Linked DNA regions of Dromaius novaehollandiae: region 2 is linked to region 1. The links are chromatin contacts, called in public Hi-C maps. All regions are on one chromosome and are shown on one strand. Each heading gives the region's core, a stretch centred on a gene start, on an enhancer-like site or on the middle of the called end of the contact. The rest is flanking DNA. Distances are from core to core; before and after follow the strand shown. Region 1 overlaps DLGAP1 (DLG associated protein 1). Region 2 has its middle 8.7 kb from the start of MYOM1.

Region 1 (5,840 bases), core at 2,478-4,977:
AATGAAGGATGCTGAAAGGGTACTGGGCAGCTGCTTTTCCGGTTGCTCTGGGAGCCAAGAGGAGAGCCTTTGATCTACTGAGCTGGCCTGGGCTTGCAGCCAGGACCTTTCTCCAGAAGTGACAGCAGGCTTCCTCACTAGTTCCTCTCCTATTGCCTCGGCAAAAAACAAGTGACGTAACTCGTGGAGGGACCTCACTGAAATGTTTCTATTATCACCATCTCTGCAGAAAACATATGCTACAAACGTGTCAATCTGAAATATTCTTGTTCAAGGCAAAAAAAAACCCCACCCAAACAAAACAAAACAAAAAGAAACCATGAAGTCCTCTGCCTTACATCTTGCAAAGCCTCATGAATACCCCTCTAGGATATTAGCGAACAAAACAAACCCATTGACTCTACAGCTGCATGATGATATCTGTATAGCTCCTTGGCCAAGCAACTACCCCCCTGCCAAATTTTCAGGTAACTTTGTTTTTATTGGGAGATTCAAATAAGAATATGGTTTCTAGATCTATCCCTAAATGATGTCATCAGCATAGTACTTCTTACGGAATAAGCTGTTTCAAAATAATCATGTCAGCTTTCTTCATATAGAGTGATGCGAAGGCCAGCCTGCTTGATTTGTGGTGTTGCCCAAGAAAAGTGATTATGAAGGCAGCTGCGTTTCTCAGCTCTTAGGCCAGAACAACTAGAATATACAAAATTTCCTCCACCCCAGCATGCCTTTAGTCTTTACCAGCATAATGTGACTAACGCCATCACTGCAGGGAAATTCTGCTTGAATGTGATCTGGGCTTACATATAAGGGTTACATCTTAGCCTGGAAGCAGCCAGGACTTTGAAAATGTGATTGACTTAAGCACAGAAACATGCTACGTTCTATTTCTACTGATTCTGAATCATACATTTTTGCATTACAGAATCACAGAATAGTTGGGGTTGGAAGGCACCTCTGGAGATTATCTGGTCTAAGCTCCCTGCCCAAGCAGGGTCCGCTGGAGCAGGCTGCCCAGGATTGTGTCCAGTCAGGTTTTGAATATGTCCAAAGACAAAGACTCCACAACCTCTCTGGGCAACCTATTCCAGTGTTCAAGCACCCTCATAGTGAAGAAGTGTTTTCTTGTGTTCACGTAGAATTTCTTGTATTTCACTTTGTGCCCACTGTCACTGGGCACCACTGAGAAGAGCCTGGCTCCGTCTTCTTTACCCCCCCCCCCCCCCCAAATCAGGTATTTAGCCCCCCTGAGCCTTCTCTTTTCCAGGCTAGACAGTCTCATCTCTCTTAGCTTTTCCTCATATGGGAGATGGTCCAGTCCCTTAATCATCTTCACTGGATTCGCTCCAGTAGGTCTGTATCTTTTTTGTACTGGGGAGCCCAGCACTGGACCAGCACTCCAGATGAGGCCTCACTAGAGCTGAGTAGAGGAGAAGAATCACCTGCTGGTAACACTCTTCCTAATGGAGCCCAGAATGTTCTTGGCCTTCTTTGCCATGAGGGTGCATTGCTGGCTCATGGTCAACTTCTTGTTGACCAGTACCCTTAGGTCTTTCTCTGCAAAGCAGCTCTCCAGCTGGTCGATTCCCAGTGAGTACTGGTACAAGAGTTCATTCCTCCCCAAGTGCAGGACTTGGCATTTCCCTTTGTTGAACTTCATGAGGTTCCTCTCTGCCCATTTCTCCAGTCTGTCAAGGTCCCCTGCATGGCAACACAACCATCTGGTGTATCAACCACTCCTGCCAGTTTCGCATTGTCTGCAAACTTGCTAATGGTGCATTCAGTCCCATCATCTAGGTCATTAACGAAGATGTCAAACAGTACTGGCCCCTGTATCAACCCCTGTGGGACACCACTAGTGACAGGCCTCCAGTCGGACTTTGTGCTGCTTATCACAACCCATTACATAACCAAAAATGCACTCTATGTTCTCTGCCACATAATGGCATTTGCACTTTCACCTGCCATTCCTTTTGATGCTCACCATCAACACGGAGAATGCGACTTTGGAAGATGTTATTTCTGTACTGGCTCTGGAGTCTGGACAATCCTATAAAGTTAATCCAACCAGGCGCTTCACTGTTATTCTCTCGATAACCCTCCCATCCTGCCATCAGATACTTGCTGCTCTGTATTAATATTACTCGCACAGTAGTGGCAACTTCTCTCAAATGGGGCTCCCTGGAAGATGCTTTTCCCACCTCTGCATTACTTCTCTTTCCCAGGTGGTCGTCAGCAGTACTTTACTGCTGACACATCACTGACGGATGCAAAGACTGAGATGTAAAGAGAGAGGAAACACCTGCAGATGCAGAAATACTTTAAAATAAAATGTTTGTCAAATGGGAAAATGACAACACTGATTAGGAAAGAAATTATATTTTCCATCTTTTAACTGTGCATATTTCAAAAGATGCAAAGTTTGTTAAAAAGGGACAGCTTTGAAAAAGTACTTGACACTTTAATTTTTAAGAGAAGTGAAAGATGAAATTTTCTGTTGCATAAATGCTTGAAGCTTCATTTTTAATTTGTCATCAGTAATAAACACACAAGCTATACAAATGTCAGTTGGGTTTATGGGAACTTATCACTAATATAACAAGAGATATATCTGCAGAAGAAGTGGAAAAATACAGTAATAACCCCCCCTTTTAACCCTTCGTCCACAGACACATAGAGGGTTAAGCTGTGACAAGTCACGTGAATGACTTGTAGGAGCTAAGATAATGACGAGGTATTAATAAGCTGGAATTTGCCCCAGAGAGATGACACAAAAACCACTTTGCCATGACCGATTTTGCCTGCCATTGCCTTTCTGAAGCTGAAGGCACATGGCAACTTGGCCTTTCCTATGGTCAGGAAGCAGGTGACCATGGCCTCTAAGAGGTCACTGACCCTCTTGATGAGCAAAAACTATCAGGACGTTGGCTTGGGCATTCAAAGTAGAACAGCACAAATCTGGAGATCAGGAGGCAGACTTAATGCCACTAACTTTTCAGGTAGTAGCTCTTCTTCCTATCCTTTCCCTGTGCCCATGACTCTGGCAAATGACTTGATGACTCAAAAAGCATCACATACTTAAAGAAGCTCTTAAATTGGTACCAGCCAGTTCTTACTTAGCATAGCAGGCTCCTGGGATGTAAAGCGGGCACTCAGTCTGTTGGAAAACCAGCTCAGGATATATGCTTTTGCAATCTGGTGGTAATAAAAACCAGCAGCGTATCTCCTAAGCCTCTTCTTCAGACTGCTGACAGTTCTATATGTCTAGTATGTAATTGGCATCAGACGAAGGGAGGTAAACCTATATGATCAGAAATAAAAACCACTCACTAAACCAGATGTATTGCAGCTATCATATTTTCCGCTTATTTTGGCAAATGTTAAGTAATTGCCAATCTGAAATGTGATCAGCTGACCGGCTGTAATATATAATAAATATGTTCATGTTTATATATGTCCCTAGTTTCATTCCCCACATGTACACATTTGAAAAGCTTCATGTTTGGTAGCCTTCACCCAAACATCTGCAATCATTTTAAGCAATAAAACAGTCTGCCATCCCAGCCGAGGCTTTTCAGTGCACACTGCAACTGATGTCATTTTGGCATTTTGGATTTTCAAAAGAAACAAATAGGTTTCCAGGCAAACCACATCACAGAACACACCATGGTTATCAGTTCAAAGAGCCTCATTGGTTCAGCTGCTGGTGCTGTGTTTCATCACGTCTTCCTAAGGTCACGGAGGGAAATGCTAGCCCTGAAATACACATCTGTGTGTACAAACAGCTTCAGACTCCGGTTGTTCTCTCCCCTGCTGCCCCCTGCAACAATCTGCTGTGAAATGCAAGAACTGTCAAGTATAGGCTTGGCTTTAATATGAATCATGCTACTTTCTCGAGTGTGGGTGTTTCGTATATCATTTTAGGGATAAAGGAAAACAGACTGAATGAAACTGAGACCCTTAGTGCACTAGCCTGTTACTTTACTGCAAAAAGGTCCCGCAAATTTATTTGCGACTGTGCATTCTGCTTGCCTTTTTTCTTTCCTCTAGCCCACACCAGAGCTGGGGTGAGAATAAACTCCCCAGTGATCCCAGAAAGGAGAAGAAAAACTGGATTCAAGACAGACTGGTTAGATGGTAGTTTCTTCAGTCTGGCAAGAGGCTAGACATATTTTGGACCCCCCAAATGACCCAGCCTGGATCCAACTTCCAGTGAGCACGAGATTAGACTGGACACAGTGGAGAGAAAACAAAGCTGCCTCTGGGGCTGCCCCAGCGAACCCGGACACAGAGGCAGCTCGTGGCCTCTGAACTTGTCTGCCTCAGGCAAATCCTGGCTGATTCCTGTGCAACTTTTCCACAGCAAATTCTGCTGCATAAATGCAACTTAGGACTTCTAGTAATGGGGATGAGAGTGTGCTAAACAGCTCAATATTGGTAGATATTGATTAAACACTCTACTAACGCTGATGGGCTACCAGTGTTGAAATTGTATCAAGCATGGTAGACATCAGGTCAGCTTTTCAACCAAATATCCTTTTTGAACAGAGAAATAAACTGGTCAGGGGGCAAAAAGGACAACTGAGTTTTTTATTAATAGGTAAATTCGTCCTCCCAGTATTGCTCATGTAATGATAGCATACTCTCTTTAGAATAAAATGTTACACTACCTTGGTAAATAGGTTTGGATCTAGATGAGTTAGGGAAAATATGGTGTAGGAGACACTGTATTTCAGGTAGATGAGGTGTATTTTTTGGAAGGATTACAGTTATCAAAAGAGCACAAACACAAAATGAAGTGTCCTAATACCTTGCTGTAAAAATTTGAGATAGAAATGAAGGAAATGCAAAAGTTGCCTGCAGAAACACACATAACTCTCCTTGAGTTTCACCCTTGAAAATCAGTATCTGCATTGCCACCAGGACTGTTGTGTGGTGCTTCTCTTCCTTGTTTGCAGCCTCACATATGCAGGCACGTGTTGCTGTGACTTATATTCATTTTATAACAGGAGATAACCCCTCATGAAAGGGCCCCAAAAGGTAGTTGTTGTTCAAAGCAGGCATTCAGAAGCATGGTTCTCTAAAAATGTGTTATTAAAGAGGAACTACATGAACTTTGCAAGTCTATTTTCCCAAAGGCAAGCCAACCTTTTTTCCCTTGTTCCTATCCCTGAGGTGTGGGATTTCTTTTCACAGCCACAGATCCTGAAGGATCCTAGAGAGAAACGATTCTTCACGTTAGGAATGCCTTGTATGCTGTCCGTACATGCTGCCTGGCAAAACCTTCTGAGCGCTAAGGTAACGTCACAGTGCTTACTTTTGAACGTAAGTCATTCTTGGCATTGCAAATTTTAACTGTTTGTAGCACCCTGGCTTACTGTGGCATATGATTGCTCCAACAGTTAAGGTCACTTGTCCTTTCCACAGGCATGCCTACCTGATAAATAAATTTAATATTCCTAAGCGTGTGACCTTTGTTCATGTCTGTCTCATTCAGTTATATTGTACTGCTATTTCTTTTTGACTTGAGATGATAGTCAGCTTTGGATTAGATAGCTGTTGACTGCTTGATGGAGTAAGCAATCTTTGAATATCTGTTAACAAAGAATAAACGTAGTCTGACTTCCCTGAACCCTGAAAAATAAAATAGGAGAAGAAAGAGTTCTGTCTTATCAATCTAAGCTGCTATCAGCCCACACTTTAACCAAAAATAGTCATTCTATATTTATTTCCTCCCGTTAGTGTCATACCGTGAGACTTTTCAGGCTATATATAGCTTTTCTGATGTACTTTGATGAGATTCTGTTATTTCTGTCATGCACTAATAGATACAGCTCAAC
Region 2 (5,820 bases), core at 2,343-4,842, 120 kb before region 1:
TTCCCATTTGAGTTAACTTGCTCAGTCCTGTCTGAAAGTCTTTTCTGTTGTAAACTCTTTGCCTGGACACTTGCCAGCAATTCACTGTATCTATATAAACTGCCTCCAGCAACAGTATTGTGCAGCGGTGAAAAGACAGCCACTGGTTATTTAGTCCCTAGTGGAAACTAGTTTATAGAAGATGCACAAATATATCTAATTAAGTCAAGAAAATTATAATTCAGTTAAGAGAACATCTTGTATAATGAAGATCAGCAGTGACTGTATTCCTACTTCAGGAACTTGCTGTTCCACTTGGAGTTGTTTAAGATCAATATATGGAAATAGGTATTACTAGGTCACAGGATATCAGGGTTTCTTTTCAAGAAACTGTATAAAATGCATCAAACTTTCCCCCTCCCCTTTGAATTAAAGGAATTTCTTTAGAATTCAATTGAGGAATTATTTCAGGCTCGTGGTGCAAATGCTCTGCAAATATTACATGCTGTATTAGTTAACTTCATGCCTGTTGTTACTGTTTTACTGTTCATCCAATTGCTTTTGAAGACTTGCTAAGAAACAACTTCTTCCCTTTTATGATTCTCTCCCTAAATTGCATTCTAGGGTTTATTCCAGAAGATTACCTGAGAGAGCTGCTGACAACCATGGAAGACAGGTTTACAGATGAAGAGGTAGATGAGCTCTACAGAGAGGCACCAACTGACAAAAAGGGGAATTTCAACTACATTGAGTTCACACGCATCCTTAACCGTGGAGCAAAAGACAAGGATGACTGAGCAAATCTCTGGATGCTTGCAGATAGCTTTTTCTTTTCCATTCACTTTATTTCTCAGGGTTTTTTTTTTCTTTTTTCCTGTTAGAGCCTTTTGCATGCATTTTTAGCATTTCAGCTTTTCCTTCTATGGACTCTGGAGCCGCTCAGGCATCCCTGCACCTCTGTATTAAGACTGGAAATGGGCAGGGAGAGGGGACAGCTTATAGTGCTAGAGGTTTGGGGACAAATATCAATAAATGTAGAGACCCAGGTAAAAACGTCAGTGTTACTTAGCTGTATTTTTACATTTTTATGGTAATTTTTCAAATAAAATAGTTAAGTATATCATTAAACCTTTTCTTGCTATAGGTGGACTGTTCATCTAACCATATCTGTACACACTTTTGCAAGTGGATACAGTCATGATGTTACCTATTTTTGCATTAGAGAGTATACATCACTTACTGTTGTGATAGTATATAAAATAATGAGAAATTTCCATGCTTCAAATTTTAGTACATTGTAAGTTAATGATTTTTGTCCTAGACTTGCACTTTTAAAAATCCTATAGATGTAATTTAGGTGATATTTTACCATCTTAACTCCTCATTTTTTTGATACTGAGTACAATACTGATACTGCTTTTTAAAAACTTATATGGAAAATCCTAGTGTTTCCTTAAAAAAGATAATGTATATGAGCAGAGTGTGAGTGATAACCTTTTTCCAGATCTGCAGCACTGACAATATAGAAATCATTCTATTTCTTTGCTGCCATTTTTTCTTTCCTCTTCCTGTCTTTTCTCAAAGTGAAGTGAGAATGGTGCTTGAGGAAGAAGGAAGGCGTGCTGCCTCTATGCCCTTTTCTATCTGAAAATACATTATTCTTGCTTTCCAAATATGTTATTCTTGCTTCCCAAGTGAAACAATATATAATTTATTTTTAAGAGCTTCTGCCCACAATGGTGTTCTGTATGTGTGAGAAGGAGGCATTTGTTTTTAGTCCTGTTTCTCATAATTATATCCTGTAGTTCTTGTGGTATGGAATGCATAGCAGATTTGATACAATACTCTGAAGCAAGTTTGCCATAATCTGAATACTTGTAGTTCTTTTTTGTGGTCTTGAGAGAAGTGGTCATCAGTGTTGCTTCTGTCACGTCTAGGAATTGCATTCTTATCCTGTAAGAATTTAGGTTACAAAATTGGAAAATGTCATTTGGCTAAGAGTGTTTTGCTGTTTCCTGGTAGGCTGCTATTATAACAGAATTTTAAAAAAATTCCATGAGAAGACAGTGATTGTGTTAGAGATGCACTGTTCTTTCACAGATAGCCTACTAGGACTATCTCCCTCTGAGAAGGGCAATGCCATAAAAATGAGTTTACTTTCTAGCTTATCCTAGTGAAATTGTGTATGCAAAAGATGTGATGGAAATGCTATTTCCATAACATATTTGATACGTTATGGCTTATTAAGAATATTTACTATCCCAACTCCATGCACAGTGAGTGCTGTTAGGAAATCTCTTTTGGCATTATAAAACCATTAAAAAAGAGTGTGTCGGTGTGTATTTTTCTGTAGCAAATACTTTTTGTCAAAAGTCAGAACTTTCAAACCAGCAGAAATGCTGTGAAGTGCAGCTGGATTTGCCCAAAGAAGCATACTCCCCCATAGCAGAAGGTGCCTTGTGTTCCAGACTTTGCAGCAGAGCTTTCCCCATCTGCTTTTCCCAAGAGCTTTGGAAACTCTGTGTAGCTCCGAGAGTTCTGTCAGTGATACAACCACTAATACCCACTGGCTGTTAATACTTGTTCACTTGATCAGTTTTAAGTGGGTTTAGATCGTATGGTTATTAAAATGATAGCTCTTTACTGATGCTCTTGTTCACACTGATTGGTGGTACCCATAGATCCCTAAGACAAGGACACCACCGTAGAAACCTCAACACAGTTGTTAAAAATTCTTTTCCAAATATAGTTTAAAAACTAAGTGTCTTGGTAAAATTTTCTGTCCTCGGCTCAGGGCTGGGTATATAAGGGTATGTAAAATACAGTGGTACAGGACTTTCATGTAGGTTTTAAGAAACTAACTTTTGTGAAATTTGTCAGTGGTTGGTTTATTTATATCTAAAACATCATTGGCTGTACTGCTACACTTCTGATACTTTCATTTTCTTTTAATCCTGTTGTTTGAACTATGACCTGTAAATAATGTGGTGTTTAGTGTCTTACTGCATTAGGAAATAAACTGGCTGTGTTTTGTTATGGGGAGACCTTGAGCTTTTCGATACTGAATGTGATTTGTATGGAGATAAGAACTCTGGGAATCATCATCTTCTGAGAGTATGACAGAGGCATGCTCATTTTCCCAGTTATTCTTTAAAATGGGTCTTCATACCTGTAAGTAGAAGCTCTGAATCATCTTTATCTTCATCCCAAATAGCTTTAGGAAAGAATGGGGACTATTTGGACACACAAGGGGCCACAGAGTACTAAAAGGTCTAGAAGAAAAGAGGGAACAAGCAGTTCAAAAGTTTCAGAGAAGAGGTTTACTAAGAAGAAACCCAGCTGCTTCAATAATAATTTTTCTCTCAGCTGCTGCTTTTTTTGCTGAAAATACTAAAACTACATTTAGAGGAGGTAGAGACACCGAACTGGAAAAAATAACTTTTGTAGATTATCAGTTAAACAAATTTTGCCGAGTCTGGTGGAGGCAAAGTCAGCCAGTCTTTACCAGCCACCCAGCTGAGGCAGCCTCTCGCATTCCGTCTGCACCACAGGAATGTCTGCAGTATCCTCCTTGCTTCCCGTTGAAGGAAACAGGCTCGGGGCTTGAGGCCGATACTCAGAAGCATCGGTAGGTGGCATTACAGCTCCTAGCACCACTTCAGCTGAGGGGCAAACGGCTCACCATGTAATTTGTTGTTTTTTCAAGTCCCAAAGAGCTCATCTGATGCAACATAAAGAGGGAAACACGGTCTGTTCACACAGAAGCTCTGCTCCTATTGCAACAAAAACTAATGTTGTTGGGATTTTTCAAATTACAGCTTTGGTATGCACTGCATTTTGGCTCTTTCATCAAATTTATTCATTAGAGGAAAGAGTGAAAAGAGATATTGGCAAGCAGTTGTTAGAGTAATGTATGTATAAATGTACATGTGGCGTATGTTTGTAAGAGATAGGATTTCAAAAGTACTTATGGCCTTTGTAACTCTAAAAACAGATATGCTCCCTATGCACTTCTTACTATCTCAGTAAGTGCTCTTGCTCTGTTGTACAATGAGTTTTGAAAAATCTACCCCAAATTCAAATTTGTTTGTTTGAATAACATTGTTTACATATTAAAGACTAAAACTATTGGGATTTAAACTAAACTATTGAGACTTAGGGTGAATCTGCTGGTATTTCTCTATAGCAATAAACATCAATTGCTAAACACTAGTTTTTGCTCATGGGTTAGGGTTATAGTACTATATAGTAATTCCTGTATTCCATTTAGCCTTGTGATGATGAACTGTAATTCACTAACACCATTGTTTTTAGCCTAGCATTTAGGAGAAATTTTGGTTTACCCTCTCGGGTTTTATGGCATTTAACTGCTCTGATAAAGCATGCTAGAGTGACTGATAAAACTGACTTTTGGTGGCTAATTCAGAGGCCTGGGATTTTTCTTGCAAAGAAATCTTAAACCCCCTGCTCACTGCTGATCCAGAAAGTGCTTTAAAGCTCCTATTTGTCTGGAGCCAGTAACTCTGGTTTTATGGAGTAACCGTAGTTTGAGTCCTAACAAAATCAGTCTTGGTAACAGCCACAAATTAGGTGGGGTTTTTTGTGTGGGTTTTTTTGTTTGTTTGTTTGTTTTTTGGGGTTTTTTTAAGTTCAGTTACTTTGTAGTTGGATCACTTAGGTACGGGCTAGAGCGATGCACCCTTGAATCCTCTCAGCTAACAGAGAGAATTAAAAGTAGGTCTACAACATTCAGGCTGAATATTGAACAACTGAACAACTGAGTAAGGGAGGGTGGAACCATCACAAGCAGCTGTGCTTCTTATTATGCTTTTTTCCTTTTCTTGTGATGGAGAGGCTTAGGCAATGAGCTGGGCAGAAAGGATTAGGGAGATCAATTCTACCTGAAGGAAGACTCGGTCTTGTTGTCTGAGGTGAAGCTCCCAAAAGTGGGGGCTGGTATGCTTGTTACCTGTGGTTGTGGAGGCAACACCACTGAACCCAAATGAGTTTTTCCTCTCCAGGACTGTTGGTGAGAAGCGGTGCCTCACCAGGGAACTGTCTCGCACATCCTGTACCTGGCCTAACACCCCTCAACCCCATTAATGTGGTTAATAACTTGTGAAGGTTGTCGCTGTCCTCACTGTGCCTTAAAGCTGTGCACCATAAGCAGCTGTGACTCTGCACCTGATTATCCTTGAGCGGCTCAGCTATCTGTGTATTGGGGATGGTAACTTTGCAAGCTGTCCCAAGCTGTGCTGTCCTGACTTGTGAATTAGAGCCCTAACTCCTGTAGAGAGAGGAAGGATGACTCCTTTCCTTCCCTTCAGTATTTCTTGTTGATGAGATTCAAAAGATCCTTACTTCATACGCTTGTTTTAATAGTTCCTCTTTTTAGTGCCTGACTCCCCTAGACAGGTAGAGGGAAGCATGTGTCAATCTGGCGGTGTGCTTCACTGTGAAGAGTAGAGGACATGACAAGCTTTCTTCCCTGCCATACCAAACAGTGGGTATTCAATATGACACATCCACACGTCAAATAGAATGATATTTAGTCTAAAAAATGTGAGAGTTCTAAGACAATTCATATAATGAAGCTGACGATAGACTCTAAATACTAGGCACTTGATATCACCTTGTGGACTATTTCCTAGTGGAAGTCATGGTTTCTATTGCTATTCAAATAACTTCTGTTAACTGCTGACTCATCTTTAGTTCCACTATGTGCATCTAATTGCTTAAGCATAAAAATGGTTTTAGTAGCACTCATTTGCTATGAAAGGCAAACCTAACTAGAATTCCTATGTAATCATCACAAAATCAGAAATATCATGTAAATTGAGT

What was found. A called contact is a pair of places that touch in the nucleus more often than the background predicts.
Region 2: a Hi-C map of brain shows a contact between it and region 1, with 4 times the contacts expected there. The contact joins two enhancer-like sites. A contact is called at or near these places in 2 of 4 Hi-C or Micro-C datasets (brain and liver).

Annotation. Positions count from the first base shown.
Region 1 is chr2:117,232,833-117,238,672 of bDroNov1.hap1, reverse strand. The region is part of intron 6 of DLGAP1 (DLG associated protein 1); the gene reads right to left. Among named protein-coding and RNA genes, the nearest start is that of TGIF1, 86 kb to the left of the region's middle. Within about 2 kb of position 3,727, at least 2 of the 2 cell types and tissues checked have open chromatin away from gene starts, as enhancers often do.
Region 2 is chr2:117,357,718-117,363,537 of bDroNov1.hap1, reverse strand. It overlaps the pseudogene LOC112997029. Among named protein-coding and RNA genes, the nearest start is that of MYOM1, 8.7 kb to the left of the region's middle. Within about 2 kb of position 3,592, at least 2 of the 2 cell types and tissues checked have open chromatin away from gene starts, as enhancers often do.